Linked DNA regions of Oryzias latipes: region 2 is linked to region 1. Evidence: chromatin contacts called from public Hi-C data. All regions are on one chromosome and are shown on one strand. The core of a region is the stretch at or near the end of the contact, and the rest is flanking DNA. Distances in the headings are between cores, read along the strand shown.

Region 1 (5,155 bases), core at 2,294-4,793:
GGGGAACTTGTGGCTAGCTGTTGTAGCTTCTACGTCACACCTACAAACTCTTTTCCAACTGCATTTTTTCCATCTGCTCCAATTTGAATAAAGACATACTCAGAAAAGCAGTTTTAAGTGTAACTTTCTTTTACACATGTCCTCCATTACCAGAAAATTGCCACATAGACGTGTTAAAAACACCATTTTCATCCGAGTGGGTCTTCAACGATTACTTTTATACCTTTCAATTTAGAAAAAAAAAAACAAGTACAGTATAAAGGGAAGGATTCCAGACAAAAACGTGTGAGACACGGAGAAAGAATGAGGACAGACAAAGAAAGTTTGGGTTTGGTGGGAGGGGCATGGGTTGTGGCGGCAAGAAGGGGAGGGGAGGAGGGGAAGGGGGGGGGGTCACAAAAAGAACACCTGTTGAGATTAGGGTTGGCACGCGACCCACTCCAACTCGCGTGGCAGCTGCACCTCACAGGAACAATGGCAGTAAAATAGTGAGATAGAGAAAAGCAAGAAGAAAGTTTGAATGCACTACTTATCCTTTCAGGTCATGTGTGTGTGTGTGTGTATGTGTGTGTGTGTATGTATAGTGGTCCAATGTGTACATGGAGAGAGTGAGAGGGACTAGAAGAGGGAGGGAGGGCTGTAAAATAGAGAAAGACACCCAAGTTACTAAAACTAGGTGAAAGGTCTTATTTGTCTGTCAGTTAGAATAGAATAGAACAGAATAGAAAACCTCTCCAACAAACTGAACGTGTCTGTGTTTTTGGGAGAAATTGGGTTTTGTGGTCTTTTTTTCTCATGACATGTCTTAAGAAATGTAATCTCTAAATTGCATTTCTCAGTATTTCTTTATTCAAATTTTTAAAAGTCAAGAGAAGACAGAAAAAATGAAGTTTGAAAAAGATCCTATTTGTTAGTTTGAACATACATTGGGTGAACCAAAAACTCCATGCTCTGCTCTTGACGACTAGATCCATGTAAGTCTATGTTTTCCTGGTCTGAGCTGGCATGTGGCTCAAAGATACACAGCTGGATAACTCAAATGTTGTTTTTTGTTGCACTGGTAACATTAGGTTTGGGGATGTGAGGGGCTGTAAGATAGTGGGAGAGGATGTAAACAGAGAGCTCTCGCAAACTTGGAGGGGAAGTGGGGGCGGGGTTGTTCTGTGCCAACAGTCCTGCCCACAACTCAGAGGCCAATTATTAATGAACTACTGCCAATCTGCAGAAACTATGTCCTAGAAATTGACATGTTTTTTTTGTTTTGACTTAAAATAGCATAATCATGATCAAAAGTCTGCTGGCAAAACTTCTAAATGGATCAAATAAGGATCAGTGGGTCTTTAACTAACCATATCACAGTCCAAATGTCCTATTTGTTATGCTCCAATTCCAAACAAAATCCCATTCCTGAATCATTGTCCACCAATTTCAGCTAGATTTAGTGGAGTGCTGTTCGCCTGCATTAAAAAGGCAGTGCAGGCCAATGCGATCATTCTTATGAGCTAATGCTCTGATTACCACAGCAGTTCTGCTTCATTGAAGGGTCACAAATTAAAGCCCAATTACCTATAGCTTTACTTGGATGCACAGCAGATGCGAGGCCATATCACATGTAATTTTATCGAGGAAGTGCATCCAGTAGGTTGAGGAGCTTATTTCCTAACTCCTTTATTATTTTCCTGCTGCGGTCCAAGTCACCTCTGACTCATGTCACATCGGACTGTCTCTTGTGGTCTCTTTGCACGCACACTGCTTCTATTTTATTTATTTATTTTTCAGTTCATGCCTCTACTGATGGCACTCCTTAATGTGCATGCTCCCTGTAGCAGAGATCATTCAAAGTTGCATTTCACACCTTTCTTTTACCTCATTAGAGTTCCGTTTAGCGCACACGCCCGGGCCAAGCATCCCCCTGCTGCCTTCTTGTCCAGCACAGACATTATGTAATGCACCCCAACTAACTCTTCTTAATCTTTTGGCCTGTTCTCTTTTACCCTCCGTAACTTCTCAGTCACCAGCCAGGCTGCGTCCTCTCTGGCTCTGCGACGCCATCTAGCGGCTCTCTAAACCCTGCATTATTGTTTATTTACACTGACTGTCTGCTGTTATCACTCACTTTTTTTATGGCCTTTCTGCTGAGCTACATATTTTAGATTGATTTTTTTGTCTATATTTTTGCTCAATTGAACTTTTTGCATCATAAAATCTGAATGTGCTTTGGAACAAAAAGAGGAAATGAGGTCACTGTTGCTGCATGCGGGTGCAGTTTGCAGGTGAGAGTCATTTGGAGACGTTTAATTGTTAATCTAATGTTTATTTCTGTGCGCAACTATCAGTGAGGGATCCACGGGGGTTGAATGCCAGCGTTTTTTAGTGTGGATGAGGATGTGGCGCGCGCGCCAAGCGCCTGTCACCCGCCTTCCCTCCGCGTGCGCTCCTCTTGCCGTTTGTCTGGTGCGCTGTGGCGCGTTGCTTCGCGGTGGATGATGTGACAAAAGACCGCCCAGCCCCGCCTCAGAGGAGGAGGTGGAGAAGGAGGAGGAGGAGGAGGGGGGGTGTAAATAAATTGGCGTAAAGTCCTCGCGCGCACCATCCCCACGCTCAAATTTGTCCAAAAGACGTTCCTTGTAAGTGTTGCGTTGTGTCGCTCCTTCACTGTAAGCAGACATGGAAAAAAAAAATCATATGTAAAAAAAATTTTTTTTTAATGTTTGGAACACATATTATAATACATAAACTTGATTTGCGCATTTTATTCTGAAATGCATTGATAATGTGAGCACGCGCCATTCACAACATCCTCACTATGTTGAGGGGAAAACACTGCTTTATTCTACTTCCGGTTAAGTATTTAAGTAGCCACATGGCAAAGAAAAAGTATAATTGACTTCCTATATACTGAACCTATATGTTAATGGAAGACACATGGACTGTTTTAGTAAAAAAAAATTGAGGGGGGGTTCACAACATTATCCCGTGTCTCTTTAAAAAAAAATCAGTTTCTTATATTTTGGAATGAGGTCAGACACGAGGCTCCTCATTGCACACGCTGATTATTATTGCGTTTCATTTTCCACCAATGCGCGACGAGGAGGGGCGCGGTTTGGCGCAAAGGCAGGGTAGTGACAGCGTCTGATTGGTGGATTTTTATCGCTGTTGTATGAGGAGGAGATAAATGCGAGAGAGGAGGGCCGCCGCTGAAAAGACTGCTTGAAACGCGACAGTTTGGCTTTGCAGAAGGGAGGCGGGTAGTAGAAGTGGCTTCTATTTTTTTCTAACCTCCTTCCCCCCATTCGGAGCAGATGCAGAGAAAAAGTACACAGTCTTGTGCATGAAACCGGCACGCTTCACTGCTCTACATCCGTGTAGAGTCCGCTCCCGGTCTGAAATGAGCTTTTAAACTCCACAACTGGAAGTTAAACTTTTTTTTAATGCCTGCTGCCTTTTTAGGCAACTTTGGACCTAAGTGCTGCCAAGTTTCTGGTGCAACTCAGGAGTAAGTTACTGTTTACAGCTCTGACTCGGTGTGCGCTGCCGGGCAGCATGGTGCAGAAAATGAGCCACACGGAGAGCACCTCCGAGGCGCTCTCCTTCTTCACCGGGGACTCGGGCTCCGACTCCGGGGCGTGCATGGACCTGGACCCGGCCGCCTCGCCGCTCTCCCCGGGCTCCTCCACCGCCGGCGACAAGCTGGGAGACAACCCGGCGTGGTGCAAAACCCCCAGCGGCCACATCAAGAGACCCATGAACGCCTTCATGGTGTGGTCGCAGATCGAGAGGAGGAAGATCATGGAGCAGTCCCCGGATATGCACAACGCCGAGATCTCCAAGCGGCTGGGGAAGCGGTGGAAGCTGCTGCGAGACAGCGACAAGATCCCCTTCATCAGAGAGGCGGAGCGGCTCCGCCTGAAGCACATGGCGGACTATCCCGACTACAAGTACCGGCCCAGGAAGAAAGTCAAATCCGGCGCCTCAAAGCCCGGCAGCAGCGGCGACAGGGGGGACAAAGTTACCAGTAGCAACACCAGCACTAAGACCTCCTCATCCTCGAGGAAGAGCGGTTCCAAATCACCCAGCAGCAGCAGCAGCAGCAGCAAGCCCCACAAATCACTGTTCGGGAGCAGCACCAAAGCATCCCCGTTCTCCTCGGAGCAGCCGGCGGACCACAGCCCGCTCTTCAAGTCCAAGTCCTCCGCCGCCAAGCAGATCCCGGACGGGAAGAAGAAGCGGGTCTACGTGTTCGGCAGCGGCGCGGCCAGCCTGAGCATCAGCCCGGGCTCGGCCGTCACGGTGCCGGCCAGCCCGACGCTCAGCACCTCCGCCGACTCCAGCGACTCCACCAGCCTCTACGAGGACGCGGCGAGCCGGGAGGAGAGCGCCGCCTCCCCGGGTAGCAGCAGCAGCAGCAGCGGGGGGCACACGTACACCAGCCGGCGGGCCTCCTCACCCACCCCCTCCGGCTCGCACTCCTCCATCTCTTCGCACTCTTCCTCTTCCTCCTCGTCGTCTGAGGATGAGGAGTTCGAGGACGACCTACAGGACGTCAACCCGAGCCCGAGTTACGACAGCATGTCGCTGGGGAGCTTCGGCTCCTCCGTGCTGGACAGAGACTGGGACTTGAACTGCGAGTCCATCTCTGGGGGGTCCCACTTCGAGTTCCCCGACTACTGCACGCCCGAAGTCAGTGAGATGATTTCCGGGGATTGGCTGGAGTCCACCATCTCCAACCTGGTGTTCACGTACTGACTCCACGCACGCGGGCAGCTTCACTGCCGTAAACCGTGACGAAAGTCCGCGCGCCTCTTCGCGCTCACAAGCCAGAGCTGCAAAATCCCTGGAAAGCGACGACTTTGCTCCCCTCCTCCTCCTGCTTGGACTTTTCTTGGGATGCGTGGACTGAGTCAAAAATCATGGAGAGGAAGATGCTGAGCTTCCCCGCATTCAGTCCTGGACTGTTTTGAACTTAAACTGTGATTGATTTGCACGCTGCGGTCCGCCGTTCACTTAATCAATGTTGTTGCTGATCGAAAAAGGGACATTTCACAACTTTTTTTCTTTTCTTTTTTGCCCTCCACCAACCGCCAAGTTGAAGGTACAGAACAGGACTGCCGTGCGACATTTTTTTTTAAATCATTGTGTCAAAGAGGCATTGAAA
Region 2 (4,577 bases), core at 1,347-3,846, 220 kb after region 1:
TAAGCAAATGTCTCGCATCGCTATATAGACAGTGCTTTATCTCTAGAAGTCATAAAAGTTGTGATTTTTGTTTGGTGTCATTATTAAAGGACAGTTTCAGACAAAACAGAAAAAAAGAGCAGCAGAGCTTTAAAGACAGACTCCTGCCCAAAGGCGAAAGTCCTTCAAAGAGTTTGTTGTTCAAAGAACTTTGATGAAAAAGTGTTCCCAGACAGACAATGCAGAAGAATTACATGCATAGAGATGAGGAGTGATGTGCAGCTTTCTGCTTCACAAACAACCTGGGATGAGAACAAGCTCAAACAATCTCTGTTAAAGCAATTGGAAGAAAGAAAAGAAAAAAAACGATCTCATGGAAATTAGAAAACAACTGTTCTCTTTTATGTGAGGAAGAAAAAGAACCTCCTCCAGGTTGGGTGATTTGGAAATTTGCAGATGTAATCCACATATTTGCTCTGAAACCTCTGCACTCCTCCAAACTGCAAATGTATAGGAGGCTGTGCAAAGAAGGGTCGGACATGCATTCAAAGTGACGTCATGGCAACCTGTCTTGGAGGGGAGCCCTGAGCACAAGTCACATTAGCAGATTGCAGTCAAGACCTCACAGTGGGTCAGGTTCACAGTCTGTCTGTGGGCTGTCTGGTGTAGAATAGCTCCACCTGTTGACGTTTGGCTGCACAGCTTGTGAAGGTTTTTCTTCAAGACTCCCACAGTGGTGTGAGGATTCACCGACTTTGTATTGCAATGTGTTCTCAAGCCACTCACTTACTTTTGCAGTTAGTTGATCCATATGTTAGCCCTGGAAAATAAGCAGAAGTCTCTACTGAGACTTTTTTTTTTTTTTAACTTGTCCTGTCCAACAGCTAGGCAGACAGATGAGAGCTGAGGGCCTCTTGTGTTGGACATATTTTACTTTAACAATAGGGGTTATTAATCTTCAGACAAACCAAAGGTATGTCTGAATAAACCCCTTTTGTAATTGAGGCCAAACTTTATTAATTTCAATCATGTTTGAAAATCTTTGGTGTTGGACCGGACGGAAAAGGAAAGAGGGGAAGAAGAGAGAGGGACGTTAGAGAGAGGGGGGGTAGGAGGGTGAGAATAGGAGGGGAAGGGGGGTAAGACCATGAAGCAGCATAAAGCAACAAGTTTACTGGTTGTTAATCATTATGGTAAGGTTCAAATGTAGTACAAAAAGGGCGGGGCCTATCCACACACACACTCAAATGTTATAAACACATCTGCTAGCTGCAAAAATGTCCACCTGTTGACATGTACACAAAACAGATAGTGTTCACACACGCATACTTATGCCTTAAAACCAACTAGTGTGAAATATTTCAGTCATTCAATCATGCAAACTGTTAGTGCAAAGGTGAGCTAACACCTGTGCTCAGGTGAGTGTTTATGTTCTTCTAAAATGGATGGTGGAACGTGACAAGAAGGAGGGAGAGTGCCCACCCATCCCCACCCCAAGACCCCACCGCAGCAGCAGCGGCAGCCGAAATCCCCCCAACGCCACACGGGAACCGGCAGGGAAAAACCGCCGCCCGGGCGACCAAGCCCGCCACCCAGGCCAGGGCCAGCAGGACCGCCGCGAGGCCCCCAAAGCCAGAGAGCAGGGAGGCACGGAGGGAAAGAGAGCGCCGCCCCAGCCCAACCAGGAGAGCAGCCCCCCCGCCGCGCCGGGAGCGCCCAGCGCAGGGCCCCACCGGAGAAGGACGCCCACAGCCCCAGACGAAACCAGTGTGCATCGTTGCTCACTATGCAGAATAAAGACCAAAATGCATTGCGTCTGAACAACATTTTTGGCAAAAATATGTGTTTAAATGTATCTTTTAAATAAATAATAAATGTTTTTATCTTTAGAAGTCAGTGGATTCATAATTGTTTGTTGCAAAACGCCCATATCTTAGACTTTCACTTTGTGAAATCGATGACGTCAAGTGTGCTGTTTAAAAAAAAAAAAAGTAGTGTGCATGGTGTCTGAATTGCTTTTAAAATCCAGGGAACTACATAGTCCAGCGCTATGTAGTTTTTTAGTAGTTAGGGATTAGGGTGGGAATTCGGACATAGCCTAACTCCGACACAGCTACATGTTAGCGGCGTTAGCGTATTCACAATACCTGTGACTCCTGACCTTGTTTGCAACACAAAAAGAAATACAATAAATAAATAAATAAACTGATACTGCTATAACAAAATAACTAGTTTATGTAACTAGTTAACTATCTTAAAATTAGTTTGACGTCAGTAATTTAAACCAGAATTATTCCATATATATAAGGTCCTCCAGATTATAAGGCACACTGGTGTATTTTGAACCAAAATTAAGGCTTTTCATCGCCCCCAGAAAGCATGGTAATTGGAACAGAGAAGACATAAAGATCCAAAGCTCATCATTAAACACGTGAACAGTTATTTTTCCAAAATAAAATGTCAGCAACATCACGATAAAACAGAACAAACTAGCATTTGACGAAGACGAAGAAAAAAAAACTCCTGTTAGAGTATCCCTGACACAGAAGTGAGCTCTGAGAACAGCAAAGGCACGAAGGCTGAAAGGATTACCATTCAAGACTGTCTGAGCCACAGCAACAAAGGCATGACCAGAAGGAGCACCACAGCTGGGGGGAGCTTGAAAAGAGAGTCAGCTCTTTCTCACTTCAAACACCACCCCCCCCTTTTTTTTTCCAACTTGTGTCTTCTAAAGTAATTAAGGCGCTCTTGTTTCTTTTCTTGATTGAAACACAGGGGAAGTCCCTGACAAACCTGCACTTCTGTATTCCAAAAACTTCTAACAGATTCACAACCGTTGAACAGCGGAGGATCACAACTTCATGTCAAAAGGCTTAAACGCTCCAGCAGAACTGTTTATGATGCAGCTCCAAGTCTGCAGGTCCCAGCAAGACACATCAGGATCAGAAAGTATCGCTGCCCCTCCATAACTCCTTCATCTGCTCAGATCTCTCTGAACGTCTAGGTCAAACACTCCCTCTTTTTTTGGTCATTTTTATCTGTATGAGCCTTTTTTTTATATATTTATAACTAATTTAACTTTGCAGCTCCTTATTCCAACAAAACCCAAAGAATATTTGTAGTCCTGACCCAAGCCAGGACAGGGTTTATTGCAAAGTAATTGTTGATTTATTAGGCAAATACCAGATGTCAGAGCAGGAAAAGAATTTTTAATAACAGAGTATTTTATAGACTATTTTACATGTCAAGTGCACGTTCACCTAGAATGTGGGGATAAACTGTTATAAAAGCCTTTACAGAAAAACCAAGCCAAAAGCTGAATGCTGATATTGATAACCTGACGTTAAGTCGCCCATATGCTGCGATTAAAGGTCCGCTGGGACAGAAAAGAATGTCCATTTGGATTTCTGCACACAGTGGATGCTTTGTGCTATTTGAGTCTCTCCAGGCTGGGAGTGCAAAAAAAAAAAAAAAAAAGTTTTTATATGGGTGTAACAACCCCTATTGCACATTTTGAAACCATAAAATAAGTTTATGCACACACATGCACTCCTGCATAAGGTGAATTGTGACCTCTGTGGGGATTAAAAGACAGCGGGGTCAAAGCTGTCAACCTGTCCTCAGTCTCTAATACTCATACATATCAGTGAATTGAAGCACATGCACAGAAAGTGCATCACTGTCAGCGTGTCCTTCTCCTTTGTAACCTTTTTCACAGAGAAGCTGATATGTCCAAACAATGAAGTTTGTTTGATTTTTTCTCTGACCAAGAACACTTGAATAAACCTAACACGTGCCGTCCATCCAAGTCTCAGGCCCATGCTGTGATAAAAGCAAAAAAAAAAAAAAGTCATTTCTTGCCTCGGTTTTTTGTACTTGCATTCGGGTGCAAGGTCTCCCACAACCAACACCAGTTTAAACAAACTGGCTGTTCTGCCCTCTCCTGTTTTTTTGTGTTGTGGTTGAGTGTGTGCCGCATGTGCAGCTGCACTTCCTTCTGTCCTCAGACATGGTGACGGTGCCATCTAGAGGAGCATTTGCAAGATCCTGATGAATCATTCTGCAGGGATCGCAGCATGTTTTCCAACACAGTGATGCTGGTATTTAAACCTCGCTCATACAGGACAGAGACAGACTCACGCCAAATGAAAACTGCTTCTGTCCTCTAGAAAAAGAACTAAATTGACAGTCAGTGACGCTTCATGTTCAATAACTTTGATGTTTTAACCCTGCTTTTATGTTCATTCTGAGAAGCAGCATTGATCTTTGTTTCTATGTGAAATATAGAGTAACTGAACCAGTTATGTTGTAGCTGTTGAGTGCACTAAATAAGCCGAGCAGGAAAAGTTTTAAAGACAACCTTCTCAATCTTTTGTTTTTTCAGATTTTTAAAATTCAAAACGGGTCAAATTGACCTATAACATAACAGGAGGATTAAAGTGGGCACTTTTCCCCCCAAAAAGGGTCTATTTGACCCAAGCTATAACATGAAGGTTTAATCTTCTTTAATGTTCTTCTTAAGAATTTTCAAAGTGTTTCTTTGGACACTAACCTCTGTGACAAGATTTCAGTCCACTTTTAGGAACTTTAGGAATTTT

What was found. A called contact is a pair of places that touch in the nucleus more often than the background predicts.
Region 2: a contact with region 1 is called in a Hi-C map of embryo, with 1.7 times the contacts expected there. The contact joins the enhancer-like site here to the promoter of sox4 in region 1. A contact is called at or near these places in 2 of 5 Hi-C or Micro-C datasets (embryo and fibroblasts).

The regions. Positions count from the first base shown.
Region 1 is chr16:11,444,378-11,449,532 of ASM223467v1, forward strand. It overlaps sox4 (SRY-box 4), which reads left to right and starts at 3,544. Exons shown (of 2, transcript NM_001164881.1): 1 at 3,544-4,336; 2 at 4,538-4,746. The coding sequence starts at 3,544. The coding sequence ends at 4,746.
Region 2 is chr16:11,667,660-11,672,236 of ASM223467v1, forward strand. No RefSeq gene overlaps it. Among protein-coding and RNA genes, the nearest start is that of LOC111948965, 39 kb to the left of the region's middle. Within about 2 kb of position 2,597, at least 2 of the 8 cell types and tissues checked have an H3K27ac peak or open chromatin away from gene starts, as enhancers often do. A contact at or near this core is called in embryo, where this site is marked.